Regions from separate parts of the Mus musculus genome. Here regions 1 and 2 are each linked to region 3. The links are chromatin contacts, called in public promoter capture Hi-C maps. All regions are on one chromosome and are shown on one strand. The core of a region is the stretch at or near the end of the contact, and the rest is flanking DNA. Distances in the headings are between cores, read along the strand shown.

What was found. Capture Hi-C pulls out chosen DNA fragments and counts their contacts.
Region 1: a contact with region 3 is called in a promoter capture Hi-C map of pancreatic islet. The contact joins two enhancer-like sites. A contact is called at or near these places in 2 of 39 promoter capture datasets (the 3T3-L1 cell line and embryonic stem cells), 1 of 15 datasets of contacts at CTCF or cohesin (CD8 T cells), 3 of 484 Hi-C or Micro-C datasets (B cells, Th1 cells and bone marrow-derived macrophages), 5 of 115 datasets of contacts at active chromatin or transcription factors (the 230-238 cell line, CD8 T cells, Th17 cells and 2 more) and 3 of 9 other capture datasets (adipose tissue, liver and pancreatic islet).
Region 2: a contact with region 3 is called in a promoter capture Hi-C map of pancreatic islet. The contact joins two enhancer-like sites. A contact is called at or near these places in 1 of 115 datasets of contacts at active chromatin or transcription factors (embryonic stem cells) and 1 of 9 other capture datasets (pancreatic islet).

The regions. Positions count from the first base shown.
Region 1 is chr10:75,427,865-75,430,806 of GRCm38.p6, reverse strand. It overlaps Upb1 (ureidopropionase, beta), which reads right to left. Exons shown (of 10, transcript NM_133995.4): 5 at 2,465-2,626; 6 at 676-845. Among named protein-coding and RNA genes, the nearest start is that of 4933407G14Rik, 20 kb to the left of the region's middle. Within about 2 kb of position 1,611, at least 83 of the 459 cell types and tissues checked have an H3K27ac peak or open chromatin away from gene starts, as enhancers often do. A contact at or near this core is called in pancreatic islet, where this site is marked.
Region 2 is chr10:75,102,606-75,105,488 of GRCm38.p6, reverse strand. All of the region lies in intron 1 of Bcr (BCR activator of RhoGEF and GTPase), which reads right to left. Among named protein-coding and RNA genes, the nearest start is that of Bcr, 43 kb to the right of the region's middle. Within about 2 kb of position 1,273, at least 203 of the 459 cell types and tissues checked have an H3K27ac peak or open chromatin away from gene starts, as enhancers often do. A contact at or near this core is called in pancreatic islet, where this site is marked.
Region 3 is chr10:75,231,584-75,234,465 of GRCm38.p6, reverse strand. All of the region lies in intron 2 of Specc1l (sperm antigen with calponin homology and coiled-coil domains 1-like), which reads right to left. Among named protein-coding and RNA genes, the nearest start is that of Specc1l, 21 kb to the right of the region's middle. Within about 2 kb of position 1,620, at least 38 of the 459 cell types and tissues checked have an H3K27ac peak or open chromatin away from gene starts, as enhancers often do. A contact at or near this core is called in pancreatic islet, where this site is marked.

The DNA.
Region 1 (2,942 bases), core at 362-2,861, 200 kb before region 3:
CCCTGCCCTGCCCTGCAAGTCCCACCCAAGGGCTCACCTACTCCAGCTCTTGAGCAACACCACCATAACAAAGCAGTTCTACCTTATTAGAGATGAGGCTGATACTCAAACAGTTCCTGTTACATATAATGAAGGAGAAACTTTTCATTGGTTAAAATACGTCTCCTGGACGATTCCTTGTCCCTCTGGGTGGAGCCACTTCCTAGGTTCTTTGGAGGAGTGCTTTTCCTACTGGACATGGCAGAATGGAGGCTTAAGACTGAAGAGCTCTGACCAGAAGTTCATGTTGGTCAGGCACCTGTTGTACTCCATTAAAAAGTCAGGCTTTGAGATTCTGACCATCATGCAGAAGGGTTGAGAGCATTATCTTTGTCCCCATGTTCAGAATCCCAGCAAAGGTTGCTGCCAATGGTAGAATGGTCCTTTGGGAAGGTCAGATGTTGTAATGGTCATATTGGCTGGGGCTTTTTTTTTTTTTTTCCACTGAAAAAAAATGGTTAACTGTGCAACAACATCCAATCACGGAGCTGTGATCTAGACATCCTGGTGATGGCGCCTGCTTCCTACGGTTTACCAAACGCATGCCAGAATCCCACAGATTGACTCTAGGCCCAAGGCAGCGGATGGGCCCTAGGAAGACCCCCCCTCCCCCCCAGAGCCTTTCCACCAAGAGACCTGAGTTCTCCAATGGTGGCCGAAGGGTTGAAGATGATTTCAGCTCCGTTGATGCTGTACATGAGCCAGTTGAGGGGGTGGTGCCGCCCATAGCAAATGTTCACTGCAATCCTGCCAAACTGGGTCTGGAACACGGGGTGGCCCAGGTTTCCCTCCATGTAGTAAGTGGACTGAAAAAAAAATTACAAAAGAGCTCTGTTGTTGGAGTGGAAACACTTCTGCTTTCCTTAGACTCAGCAGAAGTGAGCATCGCTGGTGACCTAAAATTAACATTTGGGTGTGACTCTATTTTAAGTTCCAGAGTTTCGGTGTGTTGGGGCACAACACAAAACCCCAGGCATAATAACAAAGCAGACCCAAGGGAAAAGCACAATGGCCTAAGGATTTAATCCACAGTCTGCTTTGTGGTCTATCACATGACTTCCAGGATAACCTATGGTAAGGGTTCAATCATGTCAGGAGGAAAGGTTGTGGTCAGGTCAATGTTAGGAGGAGTCCTTACCAACCACACATCCTTGTGCAGATTGCTAGAGGTGAAAAAGACCCAGCCGCACCTAGAGCAACTTCTCCTTTTTGGAAACTGAATGTTGCTTGAGTTGGTCTGGGACTTGACCTACTGTCTAAGAATAAATTTGAGAGTAGAACTCACACCCTCTATGCAGCAGAGTGAGCATCCTGCCTCGGATTACGGATCCCTCGCAGGACAAGCAAATGGAAACCTTTTTCATCCATCCCTTGTTCCCCGCTTGATGCCCGAGGGTACCACTTCTGGGTCTTGAGGGGAGGGTAGAGGGCAAGGTGGGTGGCAAACAGATCGGCTCCTAGAGCTCTCGGCTTTCTCTCGTGAATTTCAAAACTGGCTGAGTTAGACAGCAACCAGGGTGTGTACACAGTGGACCCTGAGCAGATCCTGCTGTACCTAGACAGGTGACATCAGCAGGGAGCTAATGATTAACCCCAGGGTAAACAGGTGAGGAGCGTGTCTGTCCTACCCCACCTCCAGCTGCTACTTAGAAACAGCAGCTCTTTGGTTTCCTTGTAGCCCTGTAGATGGTGTCTCACCTTGTTGACCTGCCCGAGAGCAACCTAAGCCCCCAAAGCAAGGATGAGGGGTGGGGAGCTAAGGATCAGAGGCAGTATATTCTGGACTATTCTTGACTCTTGAAAAGTCAAGTTCAAATCCAGATTTAGTAGCCTGATATTATGTAGAGTTCATTTTTCCTCCTTCAAACACTCTCCATTGGCGTCCCGCCACTTGTGAATTGGCATTTACCAATCAGAACAGCCCCCTCTCCCAGAATTCCTATCTCCAGTGATTCTAAGTCCTGTGTAACCATCACTGTACACAAACAAACATTCAAAGACACCTATCTGAACACGAGCCAACTTAGACACCAGATAAGTCACAAAGACACTCTAAAACTAGGATTATATCATTGGTTGCCTAGGAGCTCAGAGTCCCTTCATAAGCCCCTTCACAAGGGCTCACCGGAGTCATTTCACATTTGTGTACTGTTTATTTGCATGTTGGTTAATGAACCAATTATCTCGAGGGAATACTGCAGAAAGCCAAGTTACCTCACACATATAAAACATCTCTACATCCCATGCTGCTAAAAGGTTTTGTGACTGAAATATCTCATCTGTCTGTGTGATGCAGGGCAACACTATCAGACCCTCTGAAGACTACAGCAGCAACCCCCTGCAAGGGTCACACTTCACAGCCTCCGATACAGAACTACCTCCCCCCGCCCCCAGGAAAGCCCTCCGAATCCGGACTGGCACGTACCTCGTTGAAGTCTCCCACTCTGGGGATGTGGTTCTTTCTGGTCTTCCCCATGACCAGCCCTGAATTGGAGATCACCACAGCTGTGTTCCACAGAACTCCCCCATGCTCTCTATCACGCTCCAAGATTGGAGACACCACCACCATGTTGTGCTTCTTTGCCAGCTGGGGAATTGAAAACCATCATGTTCTCTTTCGGGTAGATTGTTACTCTTTCACTTCTTTAAACTGGAGAAGAATTTAGTGATGTTCCTAAATACATAGACTTAGGTTCCAGCTATTACTTAAATTACTTTTTTAAAAAGGATTTAGTTATTTTATTTATATGAGTACACTGTAGTTGTCTTCAGACACACCAGAAGAGGGCATGTGATCCCATTACAGATGGTTGTGAGCCACCATGTAGTTGCTGGGATTTGAACTCAGGACCTCTGGAAGAGTAGTCAGTGCTCTTAATTACTTAGCCATCTCTCCAGCCCCA
Region 2 (2,883 bases), core at 24-2,523, 130 kb after region 3:
GTGTACACAAGCAGAGATACACACTCATTCACATACACACAAGGACACATGTTAGGCACTATGAGAAGAATATTTTTTGATGGGAAAGTTCACGTTAGCAATACCAAAAAAAAAAAAAAGAATAGTCAGGACCTTGGTTCTTACCCAGCAGAGACTGTGCAAAGAACTTGAAGGAAATGAGTCACTTACAGGGTCTAAGGAGAAGGTTTCCAGGTTGCCTGGGCAACAGCGAACGGTCTGCCCCACCCAGGGGAGGGACTCTGGCTCCATCAGGTAAGATGGAAAGAGAACAGGATGTGGGCACAGGACAGTGCCAGGCTCAGTGGAGAGTTTGTGTAAGTTTTTACCTCCCGCTCCCCATTTCCAAAAGGTTTGGAGACAGCCTCAAACAAGACAAAAATGTAAAAATGATAAATGTAGTAACTCAGAAGAATACAAAAAGAGAGGCCCAAAACCTGTTTTAAGCTCCAGGTCTGTGTCATGCAAATGATCCCCAATTTGTTCATCTCAAGCCTCAGTCAAGAAATGGAAAGGGTTTTGGATCACTGCCAATGGGCAGGCGATTCCATCAACCTGCTTGTTGGGTTACCCTTGACCATTTTGGCCACAGAGATTTCCTCAAACCAAAATCCAGAACAGCTGTCAGCACAAACGGGGGTGGGGGCAGGGTGGGTGGGGGGGGGGGGGAGGAGGGAGAAGGCACTCAGGCTACATTCCTTGTCTGCAGGCAAGAGCCAGAAGACAAGACCAGCCCTGCAGTCTCCAGCTGGTGAGCTTGGCTTTATCAAAGCCCACACCCTCCACCTGGCCCGGCCAGCCTGCCTTGGGTGGGGTCTGACCAGCAGGGTGAGGTCCACTCAGTGAGTGAGCCCAGACGTGGAGAGAGAGGAAATCCCAAAATAATCACAATGCCTGCTTCTCTGGGTTTGGACGATGACTTCTGTCCAAGCTTCCAGTAAAGGAGGGAAACCAAGATGTAGAACTCACAACACATCTGGTCAGGCAGATTCAGGACCTTCTGCCGGGGTGCCGGGAGGGTGGACTCAGGTCAGTTCAGCTGGAGGCATACCTCCCTGAGACAGCCCAGTTAACGTGCCCCTAATGCCTGGTCGGCTTGCAAGGTCTTGGAGCCACAACTGGGAAGACCAGAGAGATCTATGAGTATCCCTGGCTCCTGCCCAGAGCTCAGCTCATCACAATCCACTCTGCTCAGGTTTTGAGGAAGCTCCTCCCCCCTCTGAGCTCAGAGCCAGCTCTTCAGAGGCTGTGCAGCATCTCAGCAAGTGAGTCTACAGGGAGTAGCTCCCTTCAGCCATTTGCTTGGTCATTGGGAATGCAGACTATCTGAGCCTGCCAGAGCTAGAATTTAAAGCCATGCTTGAAAAGAAATGCTGCCCTCTCTATTGTACTGCCCAGCCCTGCCTGCCTGTTAGAGGGCAATAGACACTTCTCTAAGGCCAACATTGCAGTCTGCAAAGCCTTCTGGAGCAAGTTTTTCCCTCTGTTAAGGCTAGAACCCAGAGCCTTAGGTATTCCAGTCCTAAGTTCGAAAAATAGTTAACAAGTCAAAAAATATAAATAAAAAAATTCTAAATGCCAGCTCTGGGGTGGCACCTGAAATAGATAAGCTCCCTGGAGACCACAGAGGCATCTAGGACATCAGGAGTAGCCATTCTGTGGTGGCTGTGCCTGTGACCGGGGCCTGCGCCCTACTGTGTCTTCCTGTTATGGAGTGAGACCCTGTATGCATGGCTTCAGCACTGGCTTCCTGCAGGCCATGTGGAAAGGAGAGATAAATGGTTCATAGCACCAAGAGGGCCATGTCTGGGTCTTCCTGAGAGGAGACTCATAGGGTTTGGGGCACCCAGCTGTAGCCCCTGAGAAAGGCAGGAAGAGAAGGCCCCAGAGTGTCACTGGGGGTGTGTGTGGGTGGGGGGCATTAGGGCTCAGCCATGGAAAGGGAGCTAGGAAGGTTTGAGAGCTCTACCCATCTCTGCATGGGGGAAAAGGGTGTTAAAAACCACATGACTGGAAACGAACCCCACAATCTCAATGTGCTCTGGAAGGACAGGCAACCTCCCTTTGGCCCCTAGCAGCTGGGGTCAAGAGGATGAGATGTGGCCTGAGTAAGCCTTTGCAGCCTTCCCTGAGCTCTCTCAAGCCTCGTGTGTGTGTGTGTGTGTGTGTGTGTGTGTGTGTGTGTGTGTGTGTGTGTGTATGTGTGTCGTTTTCATCATCTTGAAGTCAGCACCCTGACCTAAGAGCTAAATGCTCCCAGCCTGGCCTCATCTTTCCCAGTAGCCTGCAAACACATGCACTAGTACATACAAGTGTATACAAAGACATACGACATCTCTCACTCACAAATGGCCACGCTCCTCCTCACCCCCTAACTTCACATACCCTCAGTGGGGACACTGTCTCCTATGAGGCCACTGTGCTCCAGCAGCTACATTGCAACACGCATTCTAGACTCGCTTCTCCTCCCCAAACAGGTGAGGCCACTGGGGATCATCAGTTTCCTTATGAGCGAGGCCCCAAGGAGCTCTCAGCCCTCCTGCCCGAAGAAGACACAGCAAGAAAGCCTCATCTATGAGACAAGAGTGCCCTCACCTGATCTGGAATCTGCCGGTGTCTGGAGCTCCTTCCAGACCCTATGTCCATGAGTACAATCACTGCTGCCAGCAGGGTTATGTTTAGCTGCAGCATCTAACAGGCTAAGGCGTAGAGAGAAATCTCTTACAAGCATCGCTTGTCAATAAAAAAAAAAGCTGATGGCCAATGAACTGAGGCAGGAAATAGGGTGTGGGACATCCGGCAGGGACAGAGAGGATTCTGGGAAATGATGAGAGACTAAAAGGAGAAGCTAAGAGAGACCACTCG
Region 3 (2,882 bases), core at 371-2,870:
ACTGATCAGCAGCACACTGGAAGAAGACAGCACTGAGCCCACCTCAGCACAGACAAGTGTGAGGACGGGCTCCTCCATCTCACTGGGGAGAGCTATAGCTGCTCACTTTCCACCACCACATCTCTGTGTCGCGGACATCCTCCTCCAAACTCTTTAACTACCGCTGGCATCTGAAAGGAGACACTAGAAAAGTTCAAGTGATTTTACCCTTGACACAGTGAGAAAGGGGTCATGGGAGTGGTGGTCAGTGATGAGTTTGTGAAGAGGAAGTACGTACACATGATAGGTAAAGTATTAAAAACAACACTTCATCTATCCTGCCACCAATCAATGCTCCTATAGATACAGGGATGAAAGTCATGGGAGGTTTGTGCCAGACTGAACTTCAGTAACTCTGAAAACCAAGACGTAACAAGTCAGAGAGGTCTGACCTCTTCTCTTTTAGTAGTGCTAGAGATGGCACCTTAGGCACAGCACACGCTGGGTGAGTATTTGACCACTGAATTGAATTCCAAGAGCCCAAGCCTCAAAGCCCTTCTTTAAAGGTTTCCCTTTTTTTTTGGCTTATTTTTACTTTTTCACTTTTTCTTTCCTGTCTTGTCTTCAATTTCAGATCAACAACAGCTTTCTTCTTAGTGACAGTAACTGATCCTATAGGCAAAGTGTTCCCAAGAGTGTGACAGCTGATACTCCTTACTCCAAATCTGCCTATACCCTCAACACACATGCACGTACACTCATACAGGCCTGCTAATGTAGCAAAGCCTCAAGCAGGAACAGCTGCTGTGCTAGACAGTGTAAACAGTGTAAACTGGGCAAACAATTTTGCTTCACAATGGAAAAGTACTCACTGGTCAAGACCAAACTATCAGCGGCTCCAGATCCACACCTCAGATGTGACAAGCCTACTCAGTGCACACACCTCAGATGTGACAAGCCTACTCAGTGCACACACCTCAGATGTGACAAGCCTACTCAGTGCACACACCTCAGATGTGACAAGCCTACTCAGTGCACACACCTCAGATGTGACAAGCCTACTCAGTGCACACCAGATCCACACCTCAGATGTGACAAGCCTACTCAGTGCACACCAGATCCACACCTCAGATGTGACAAGCCTACTCAGTGCACACCAGATCCACACCTCAGATGTGACAAGCCTACTCAGTGCACACCAGATCCACACCTCAGATGTGACAAGCCTACTCAGTGCACACCAGATCCACACCTCAGATGTGACAAGCCTACTCAGTGCACACCAGATCCACACCTCAGATGTGACAAGCCTACTCAGTGCACACCAGATCCACACCTCAGATGTGACAAGCCTACTCAGTGCACACCAGATCCACACCTCAGATGTGACAAGCCTACTCAGTGCACATACCACAGTAAGTCTGACACGGAGCCCAGAGAAGGCAAGCGGGGTACACATCCAACACCAACACTTCAACCTGTTCTCCCAGTCACATAAACAACAGGTCACCTGTCACACAGGTGGTGTGTACTCCGAAGACAGCCCCAGCAACTAAGTAACCAGTTAGGTCAGAACATGTCATCTCTCTTACATGAAAGAGTCACAACACTGCCACCAAGAAAACACTTCAGGGTGTTGATTCAGAACAGCGGAAGTAGGGCAAAGGGCATTGCTGGCACCATCCTCCAGGCCACAGGATGACAACTAGCCACTCATCAAGGATATTGTAAGGAAAAATTGAGGGCCCCACACCCACTGAATCAGCACAGGTTCAGTGTTAACAACCTTGAAATACAAAACAGCATTTCCTGCTACATCTTTCAGAACTTACATGGAAGTCCCACAGAAGCTATTCTTCTGAAGTACTTTTAAAATCAATTAATCTGCAATCTACAATCCTCTGTCTGGAAAAAAGGCTGTTGGAGAATTCAGGCCATGCTTTGTTTCTCCTTGTCTGTTGGACTAGCTGACAGTGTCTATCCCAAATATCTCACGCTGAGCAAAGCAGCAGGCAAGTAAGTAAGTAGACTGTGAACTGGAAGGGCTGAAGACGGTGTGGCTCTGTATGAACTAAGAGTTGCATGTGGTGATGTGCACTTGTAACCTTGGCACCTGGGGAGCTGAGAGAGGAAGACTACAGGGAACCTGAGGCCAGCAGGACCCTGTCTCACAATAATAAGAAGACATTCTAAAAAGTGGAGGTGGAAGACAATGGCTCAGCAGGCAAAGACGCCTCACACCAAGGCTGACAACCTGAGTCAGCCCTCTCTCACTCCCACAATGTGGCATGAAGGTACACACATGCATGTTCATGTGCAAGACAGACAGACAGCAATCTAATTCTCTGAATGGCCCAAACCAATACAGAACACACACATCAAGAGTGAGAACACCCCTGGAAAACTGCTATGTTCCCCAAATCAAATCAATCCTTGGCTAAAAAGATTCAACAACAAACCCCTGCTACCACCTGCCATGTACTAAGTCCTTGATCTGTGCTGTCCACTTGTAATCTCTCTTTTAATTATGGCCATGCCCTTTGAAGCCATGTTCTTATCTCTCTGACCCCAAAGACTCTGGTCTCATTGCAATTCTACACTAAAAAAGAATACAGTCTCTAAAGAAAATTAACTATGCTCTTACTAATTAAAAACCCAATGTTAACTATGACTAATATTGGACTAATATTTGAAAAGAACAGAAATTTATGCTGCAATTTAGGCCTTGTGGCACACACTTTTTATATATGAGCATTTTATCTGTATACATATATGTGTACCACTTATGTGCCTGGTACCCATGGAAGCCGGAAGAGGATGTCTTGATCCCTGGAACTAGGGTTATACACAGTTATGAGTCACCATGTGGGTGCTGGGAATTAAACTCTGGTCGTCTGGAAGAG